Linked DNA regions of Hordeum vulgare: region 1 is linked to region 2. The links are chromatin contacts, called in public Hi-C maps. All regions are on one chromosome and are shown on one strand. The core of a region is the stretch at or near the end of the contact, and the rest is flanking DNA. Distances in the headings are between cores, read along the strand shown.

Evidence for each region. Hi-C and Micro-C count contacts between places; a contact is called where the count stands out from the background.
Region 1: a contact with region 2 is called in a Hi-C map of leaf, with 2.4 times the contacts expected there. The contact joins the promoter of LOC123434852 here to the promoter of LOC123434820 in region 2. A contact is called at or near these places in 1 of 6 Hi-C or Micro-C datasets (leaf) and 1 of 1 datasets of contacts at active chromatin or transcription factors (embryo).

What each region holds. Positions count from the first base shown.
Region 1 is chr1H:339,115,188-339,119,905 of MorexV3_pseudomolecules_assembly, forward strand. It overlaps LOC123434852 (plant UBX domain-containing protein 10), which reads right to left and starts at 1,989. Exons shown (of 4, transcript XM_045115538.1): 1 at 1,023-1,989. The coding sequence starts at 1,808.
Region 2 is chr1H:338,479,749-338,484,013 of MorexV3_pseudomolecules_assembly, forward strand. It overlaps LOC123434820 (molybdate-anion transporter-like), which reads left to right and starts at 1,781. Exons shown (of 8, transcript XM_045115536.1): 1 at 1,781-2,106; 2 at 2,232-2,376; 3 at 2,472-2,640; 4 at 3,444-3,714; 5 at 3,805-4,067; 6 at 4,163-4,265. The coding sequence starts at 1,956.

The sequences.
Region 1 (4,718 bases), core at 739-3,238, 640 kb after region 2:
AAGCATTACCAAACTAAGTTTCCAATATCATGAGCAGTTTTTGGTCAAGTTCATTAGAGCAGATCGAAATTCAAGTATAAAGGTGTATAGAGGAATCGTGTAAACCGGGTATAAAAAGCAAAAAAGAACTCTTAAAATTCCAGAAAAGGAGGTTAACAGGAATGGGAAATGACAGGTTTAGTTGTTCGGTATAGGACTACAAGATCTGAAGATATTCAGGATCAGGAATGTGTAATCCCAATTCCCAAGGGAGAACATTTCAATTGTTTGGGACTGGAATTGAAAACTGGGTATAAAAAACAAAAAAGAACTCCTAAAATTCCAATTGATGTATTGCAGTAAAACAAGTGAATGGTAATAATTACTAAAACTGCACTATTCAATCTTACCACTCAACTCAACTTCAAACTCCAATGCCGATAACAAATACAGACAATTAAACAATAGAGGAGGGTTGATAAAAATAATTTGTGAAAGATATCATGCACTTTTGTTTTTGATTACTTTATAGTGTTCACACATACATCACAAACAGTGTAGGATAAAAGATTTTCTATATGACAGCACATATACATGTCCAAGACAACTAATAAACTCAATAAGTAATGCAGTTATATTCTGAAGGCAGGGCAATCTTACTATAACCAGCTATTAGTCTATCGGCACAAGGGCATAGCAATAGGCTTAACTAACTCACATGGCACAGGTCTGTAACTATTGTTCTAAGCTACTGCATGAACACATCATAATGAATCAAACATCGTAATTAAAGAAGCGCAAACTCATTTTACATAGCCCCAGCAAGTAACCCACATACTCAGCTAAGCTTATCTAATTGCAAGTAACCCACATACTCAGCTAAGCTTATCTATAATGCGAAGTTATATCGATCTCCACACAAACACCTGCACTATAATCGATGTGCTAATTATAACATAACAAACCCTGAAACCCAGAATCCAAGCAGCACAGGAACTGGATCTTAGAAGGAAAAAATAATGATGAGCACACCAACACCATACCTGCTGCAACAGCACGATTCTCTGGTTCGTAGATGCCATGACTAGCGCACAAAAGGGGAAGCGTGATGCATTCAGACTGTTGCTCATCTTGAACCCTTCAGTCCTCCTGATGCTACCACCCCATGCAACGAAGTTCTCATCTATGAAGGCGGCCACCGGCTCGGAGCAGAGGCAGCCACCGCAGAATGCCGGGGTGGCCGGGTGGTCAGGGGAGTGGAGGTACACGAAGAGAAGCTTGTACTCACGCTGCGCACGCTGCAGCGCGTCAGAAAATCCCTCAGCGACGAAGCGCGGGCCACGGCCAGCCCCAAACTCGTGCTCGAACTCGGCCAGGAAGCCAACCGCCTCCGCGGCGGACGGGGGCAGCTCAAGCAAGCGGTCAGCGCCGCCCTGCGCGAGGCCGAGGAGGGAGAGGGATCGGGACAGCACGCCGCTCGCGACCCAGACACCGAGGCGGATGGAACCGGTGACGAGGCCGACCCCACCGGAGACCACGTAGAAAGGGAGGGTCACTAGCCTCCACGCGATCCCCGGCTGCTGCCGCTGCTGCTGCTGCTGAGGGGCCGGCGCAGGGGGCTGATAGGCGATAGAATCGGACTCCAGCGGAGGCGGGGGCGGCGGGGCGTAAGTGGACGGCTCGGGCGAGGAGGGGTCGCCGGTCATGGAGGAGACGGCGAGCTGGAGGTCCCAGTTGTTGGCGGCGAGAATCTGGGAGCAGAGGTCAGGGTCGGGGATGCCTGTGACGGCCTGGAAGTATGCAACCTTGTCGTCGACGGTCTCGGCCATGGCGGCCGGCTGCGTGGTGGGGGTGGGGTAGAGCTAGGGTTTGGAGATTTGGGGGCGGTTAGGTGGTTGGGACTAGAGAGGAAGAGGAGATGCGAAGAGTAGTCTCAACTCTCGAGTTGGATTGGTCGCGAGAGCGAGCAAAGAGACGACTCGGTGGTGACGTGACGTCTCCTCTTCCTTCACGGAACGGAACGGAATGCTGCGCTCATCGCTTCTCTAGTAAGCATACGGCGTAACGTATTGTGATTTATGAAATTTTCTGTTGAATTTGCTGAGTTTTTTTTAAATATATTAATATCAGGAATATCTATACCTCTATATATACCTATACCTACCTAATAATAATGCGGCTATTGCTTCCGTCGGAAAACCCATCACGGCATTTTATAAAAAAAAAATGTAATTTTTGTTATTCAACCCGCGCTCCATCATTTATCTGCAACGCAAAAGGAAAAAACGATTCGCTGCAAAAAATTATACCCGTACGCATCGCCTTCTCCCGTCGACCCTGGGCCACCCTGGCCTATGCCCAGGTCGCCGCCACACCACTCGCCGCCACGGCCGACCTCAACCGCCACCGCTGTCGATCTCAACCCACCCGCCTCCACGGCTGGACCTCTCCCCGCTCACTGCCTCCGTTGCGGCGCTCGAGCGCATCGCGTTGACCCTGGTCCACCCTGGTCTGTGCCCATGTCGCTGCCACATCACTCGTCGTCGCGGCTGTTAGAGCATATATCTCCATATGTGGTTTTGGTAATTGATGACAATTCATATGGGCTAATGGTTGCCTTAAGTTATATTTATAGGATTTGTTCATAGGCACTTCTTGAAGTCCATATGTTGGGTTTAAGGAGTTTATATGATGACCAAGATGGTATTTAAGGTATTATCCAAAGAATGGTCATAGAGACACTAGGTTGATCAAGATCTCAGACAAAGAGTAAATCAAGATGATCAACACACAAAGCGTATAAGATGTACCGAGAGGGATCAAGTGATCCCATGGTATGGTAAGCATTGTCCATTACGTGTTTGTGTACTAACCCATGGTCTTTGTGAGAGTCCTATGTGGGGGTTAGGTGTGCTTCCATGGGCCTGCGTCAAAAGGAAGATCCCATACAACTCATGAAGGATGACGTCAAGTGGTGATCGTCATCAAGATTGTGGTGTGCAAGTTCAAGTGGATCAGCACGAATATATCATTGAAACTATTGTTAATGATCATGTGTTGATAAGGACAAGCTCATGTGCTAACAAGGACAAGATCAAGATAAGCATTCCTCAGCACTACATGTTTGATTCTTGTGGATGTTCACATGGTGGACAAATGAAGATGAATACATAAGCTAGGCTTTCCACATTGTGTATGGAAGAGCTGCTTGAAGACTTCATCATGTCTTGCTTTCAACTTGAGCCAAGAAGGAACAACAACATCAAGCTCAAGTGAAAGGGCTAACTCAAAGGTATCAGTTCCTTTGACGTTAGTGGTGCGGAGTGATGATCAACGAATAAAAGTATACACTCAAGTATGGAACATCGGTACCCCTTTTATAATTCTCGAGTCTTTAGGGATCCCGCACTATTAAGAGGGGATCTCGGGTTTTGTGATGAACTTGCTCAAACTAGATATCCATTGTTCTGCTCTTACCACATCTCCACTGCTCTGCCGTTATCAGAAAACAGGACCAGTGCCTCGGACATCCGGCCTCCTCCGGACGTCTGAGGCCCGAACGTCCGACCAGCTTCGGAAATCTGGAACTATGCACCAGAGAAACTTGAGCCATATAACTCGGACTTCCGGCTCCCTCCGGACGTCCGAGGGCCGGACGTCCGACCAGCTTCGGAAATCCGAAGCTTTGCACGAGAGAAACTTGAGCCATATAACTTGGACTTCCGGCTCCCTCCGGGGGCCGGACGTCTGTCCCCTTTTGAAAATCCAGAATCTTGCACCAGAGAAGTTTGAGTCGAATAACTCGGACTTCCGGCCTTCTCCGGACGTCCGGTCCCTGTTCAACTCCACAGTGGTTCCAGATATATTTACAGCCCTCGGACGTCCGACCCCTATCGGACGTCCGACCCCTTGTGGACGCCCGGACATCCGTGAACTGCCGGATGTCCGACCCCTGTGTGACTTAAAGTGTCCCCAACGGCTGTTTTTCTCTCCCCACTATAAATACCCCCCTCCCACTTCGTGAGAGCGTGCCCAACACAACCTTATCCTCATAAGAACACATTTCTACCTCACACACACTTGCTCACACGAAATCTTAGATCCCAAGAGCATTTGTGAGCCCCTTTGAGAGTTGTTCCAATCAAAAGATAGATCGTCTCCCTCTCCTCCTCTCAACCCAAGCTATTTTGAGATTTGAGCAAGTTTTGAGCATTCCCCGTGATCTTGTTACTCTTGTAGGTTGGAGACTCCTAGGCGGTAGGAGTTCTTCGGAGAGGAATCAATCTGTGTGATTTCCCCCGGAAAAGTTTGTGAGGGTTTGGAAGCCACCTCAAAGGCTTACCACTAGTGGTTGAGAAACGCCTTCGTGGTGTTATCTCAAAGGGAGAATAGGGTGAGCCTTCGTGGCGTTGGTGTGCCTTCGTGGTAACATCCACCTCTCTAACGGTGACTAGCTTCCCTCCAAGGAAGTGAACATCGGGATACATCTTCGTCTCAGTGACCTTGGTTATCCTTAACCCTAACTCCTTACTTGTGGTTTACTTGTGTTACTTGAGCATACATACATTGCATATTGTTTGTGCTCATTATATTGTGTTGGCTATTCCTTGTACAAGATTAATCATTCAAGCATACCTTCTATATCCACACGTTCACACTTGCAGCTTTTGATATATCGTGTGCTAGTGTGATCTCGTATCTTGTGTCGTTCACCTACTTGTCGTGTGATATAGCTCAAG
Region 2 (4,265 bases), core at 531-3,030:
ACAATGGATTGTCATGATTATATCTTAAATTATTAATGCTTCTATGATAACGTGATAAGAGATGATGCATTGGCACAGACCTAAGGCTGGCCATAGTGGGAGTAACTTAGGTAGTATCATGTACTTGAGACTAGCAAACATTTTGATGTGGCAGACAATTAAAGAAGAGAGAGAGAGTTAGAGTAACATAGGTAGATACCGTAACATGTTAAATGCTATGCTACTATGTGTCATGCATGTCAATAAATGAGGTCATCTATGATACTCCCTCCGTCACGGTTTAGAAGGCATGCATGCAAATTCTCTGGAACCTAGGTGGTTATTGATTGACTGTGAGATGGGCTAAAAAATAGCATTCACACTACACATGCATATAGAAATAGTATAATAGAGTACTAATTAGCTGCTAGGAGTAAATGCAATGTGTCCTAAACCTTGTCTGTTATGGAAAAGCACGTAAATTTAACTATGCCTTCTAAACTGTGACGGAGGTAGTACTAGTTTATGATACTATGCATTATGGAGGTAGTATCATACAATAATATCACATGCATGATACTACTATATGATACTCCCCACTATGACCAGCCTAAGAAACAATGCATTGGACTAGTAGCCTCTTAAATTATTAATGCTTCCATGATAATGTGCTTAAAAACGATGCATTGATAAAGGCCTTAGGCGGGTGCATCCATTGAAATTTAATGTGCATCTTCAAACTTTTCTTCACCAACCAGTTTGTGACTATTCCATCATAAATACCAAGCTGTAATAGCTATCAATTCACATACATTTTAAAATCCCAGTATCGCTACTCCCTCCATCACAGTATATTGAGCGTATCTCTAAAACGATAATTTTTCACAATTAGAAGGAAATAAGGCGCATGACTTAATTAGCCTATTAATTGGGGTGTTTTGAAAACCATCTCCACCAATGCATGCGAGAAAGTTGTTCGTTTAGTGGACGGGGGTACTAATGCGTCAGTTTTGTGATTAATTAGGCGCTTTTACAGTCGTTGGTTCGGTTTTTGCTATCTTTACCTAATAATAAAGAGGCTATCGCTTCCGTCGGAAAACCCACCGAGGTGATTTTACAAAAAAGCCCTTACTGTTTATGACATTAAACTCGTAGTATATATTAAATATTTTTTTAAATACTCATACCTTTTAAACCGTAACTCCAAATTTAACATATTATACATGGAATTTGATTGGAAAAATATGTAGAATTTAAATATGATATTATTTTATCTGTTAAACGTTTAATAAAAATACTATCTAGGGTGCAATCTTAATAAATAAGTAATTATTCGTCTTTCTTTCATACCGGTGCTCATCCGGGTTGGGGATGAACACGTCAACAAAATCAGGATTAGAGATGAAATTGAAGGTCACTTGATTGATTCTTTGTACGTATTAAATCTACATGCAAGCCGTGTTAAAATAGAAGACCTGTGAAGTTTTGAACTGCATTTTTGTAGGATAAGACCATCTTTATTTGTATCGTAACTATAAATTCTCAAATTATAGACATTTTTTATAAATTAAGAGCGTGTGCAGTGTGGTATTTCTTTCTCCCGTTGCAACGCATGGGCCCTTTCAGTTTTTGCTATCAATAAAAAAACATCTAGATCCGAGAGTCCTGTGAGATACGCCCAATATACTGTGACGGTGGGAGTAATTCTTTATCAGACTAATTCTTTAAACATTGTGCTTAATTAACAAACTTGGGCGTGTTTGGACTAATAAAAGAAAGAACCGCCGAGCGAGTGCGACCCAACCAAACGTCGGGCACGCGCAGCCTCAGTGTCCCCTGCCCCGAAATCTAACGCCGACGCAGATGGCACGCCCGCCGCTGCGCGTATAAAATCCATTCCCCTATAACAAACCGACCCCAATCGCACTCGCCACCCCCCGAATCGCGATCCCCTCCGCTCCTCGGCAGGCCCCGCCATGGAGGTGTTCTACTACCTCGTCTTCGGCGGCCTCGCCGCCGTCGTGGCGGCGCTGGAGCTCGGCAAGTCCGGCAAGGACCGCGTCGCCACCCCGACGGCCTTCAACTCCTTCAAGAACAACTACGTCCTCGTCTACTCCCTCATGATGTGTACGCACGCGCCCGACCCCTCACCTCTCCCTCAATTTCGCCCAGATCTGAACTCGGGCGGCGCAATGCTGCGTCTTCTCTCGATTTTCTGACGTCTGAATCATGCGCTGGTGGCGGTGGCGCAGCCGGGGACTGGCTGCAGGGGCCCTACGTGTACTACCTCTACAGCCAGTACGGGTTCGACAAGGGCGACATCGGCCGCCTCTTCATCGCCGGCTTCGGCTCCTCCATGCTCTTCGGCACCATCGTCGGGTCGCTCGCCGACAAGCAGTGCGTGCTCCTCCATCCCTTCCTTGGCGGGGTTGCGTAAAAAATTTCGTCGGTATTCCCCGGTGGCTGACGAGGGTTTGGGTCGTCCTTCGCAGGGGAAGGAAGAGGGCGTGCATCACCTACTGCATTACCTACATCCTCAGCTGCATCACGAAGCACTCCCCGCAGTACAGGATTCTGATGATTGGCCGCGTGCTTGGAGGCATTGCAACATCGCTGCTCTTCTCGGCATTCGAGTCGTGGCTCGTCGCAGAGCACAACAAGGTAGCAGCTCGCCCAGATCTGTGTGCTTATTCAGTCCGTTGTATACTTCTGCTTCAGCTTTATTCTGAAAAATGGTCCTTCCATTCCCCTTAACCGTTGCTTTTGATTATAATGCTTATTTTGGTATTTGTGTCGGTCATATTAATGGACCAGGGAGAGTTGACTGCTGTACACGGCAACTTGTATATAAAATGACTTCAAGGTATATAAAACTGAAAATATATGTGTAAGAACACATTTATAGTGATGCTTGTTTTTGGAAAATGGAAGCTTCATGAACCTGCCCTCTGCATCGAAGATGTATGAGAACGCACTTGTAATGATACACTGAAATACAATGCACAGCTAAACATACTACTAACTGCCCTAGTATCTGAGGTCTGATTGTTGAACTCTTATCAGCGGTTAACTCTCTTGCACACATCCTGTCAGCAGTCCAGGTTTCTTTGTATATGTTTATTTGAGTTTTAGTCCTTGTGTGCGTAGATCTAGTGTTCCACTATTCCCACATGGTCAGGAGTCACCAGGAATGAGAACCATGGCAATGTTAAATAGCAGTTTTTCAGGTTAAACCTTCTGAGAATTTGCCATTCGTTCTAGAAACTAATTGATGTGTACAAGTATCGTGAGTACTCTGTTGTCTCCTCTTTAGTACAATCCGCTGTTGTATTTTTTCTTAAACACTGTACCTTTTGTGATTAACTTACTGCGCAATTTTTTCAATGTGTTTGGGGACTTCCCTCTTGTAAGACACCCTTGATTTTTTGACTGACAGTGTGCAAATCTACCTTGTGATTGTGCAGAGAGGTTTTGATCCTCAGTGGCTGTCGATAACATTCTCCAAGGCTATATTTCTTGGGAATGGCCTAGTTGCCATTGTCGCAGGGCTATTTGCAAATCTACTGGCTGATAACTTGGGTTTTGGCCCTGTTGCTCCATTTGATGCTGCTGCTTGCTTCCTAGCAATAGGCATGGCAATCATCTTATCGTCGTGGGGTGAGAACTATGGAGATGCATCTGAAGGAAAGGACTTGATGGCCCAGTTCAAGGTTGCAGCTAAAGCCATTGCTTCTGGTAAGTTTAGCCTATCGTGGCATAAGAAAGGACATAATAATTGTCTTGGACTTAATGTTGATGATTAATGGAATTCTCATAATATTTCAGATGAAAAGATTGCATTGCTCGGAGCCATACAGTCACTGTTTGAGGGTTCAATGTACACTTTTGTTTTCTTGTGGACTCCTGCTTTGAGCCCAAATGATGAAGACATTCCTCATGGCTTCATATTTGCCACATTCATGCTCTCCTCGATGTTGGGTAGCTCAATTGCATCTCGTCTCTTAGCTCGGAAGATGAAGGTCGAAGGTTATATGCAGATTGTGTTCTTGATATCAGCTTTCACTCTTTTCCTCCCTGTTGTTACCAATGTAAGTCTGCTACACATGACCACTTTGATTGTTTCCTTTGTTTTTGTCTTATACGCACAATCTAAATATTACAATCATCTATTTCTGTTCAACAGTTCATAGTACCTCCCGCGGAGAAAGGTAGCTCCATCTCATTTGGAGGCTGTCTACAGCTTCTTGGTTTCTGCATATTTGAGTCATGTGTTGGCATATTCTGGC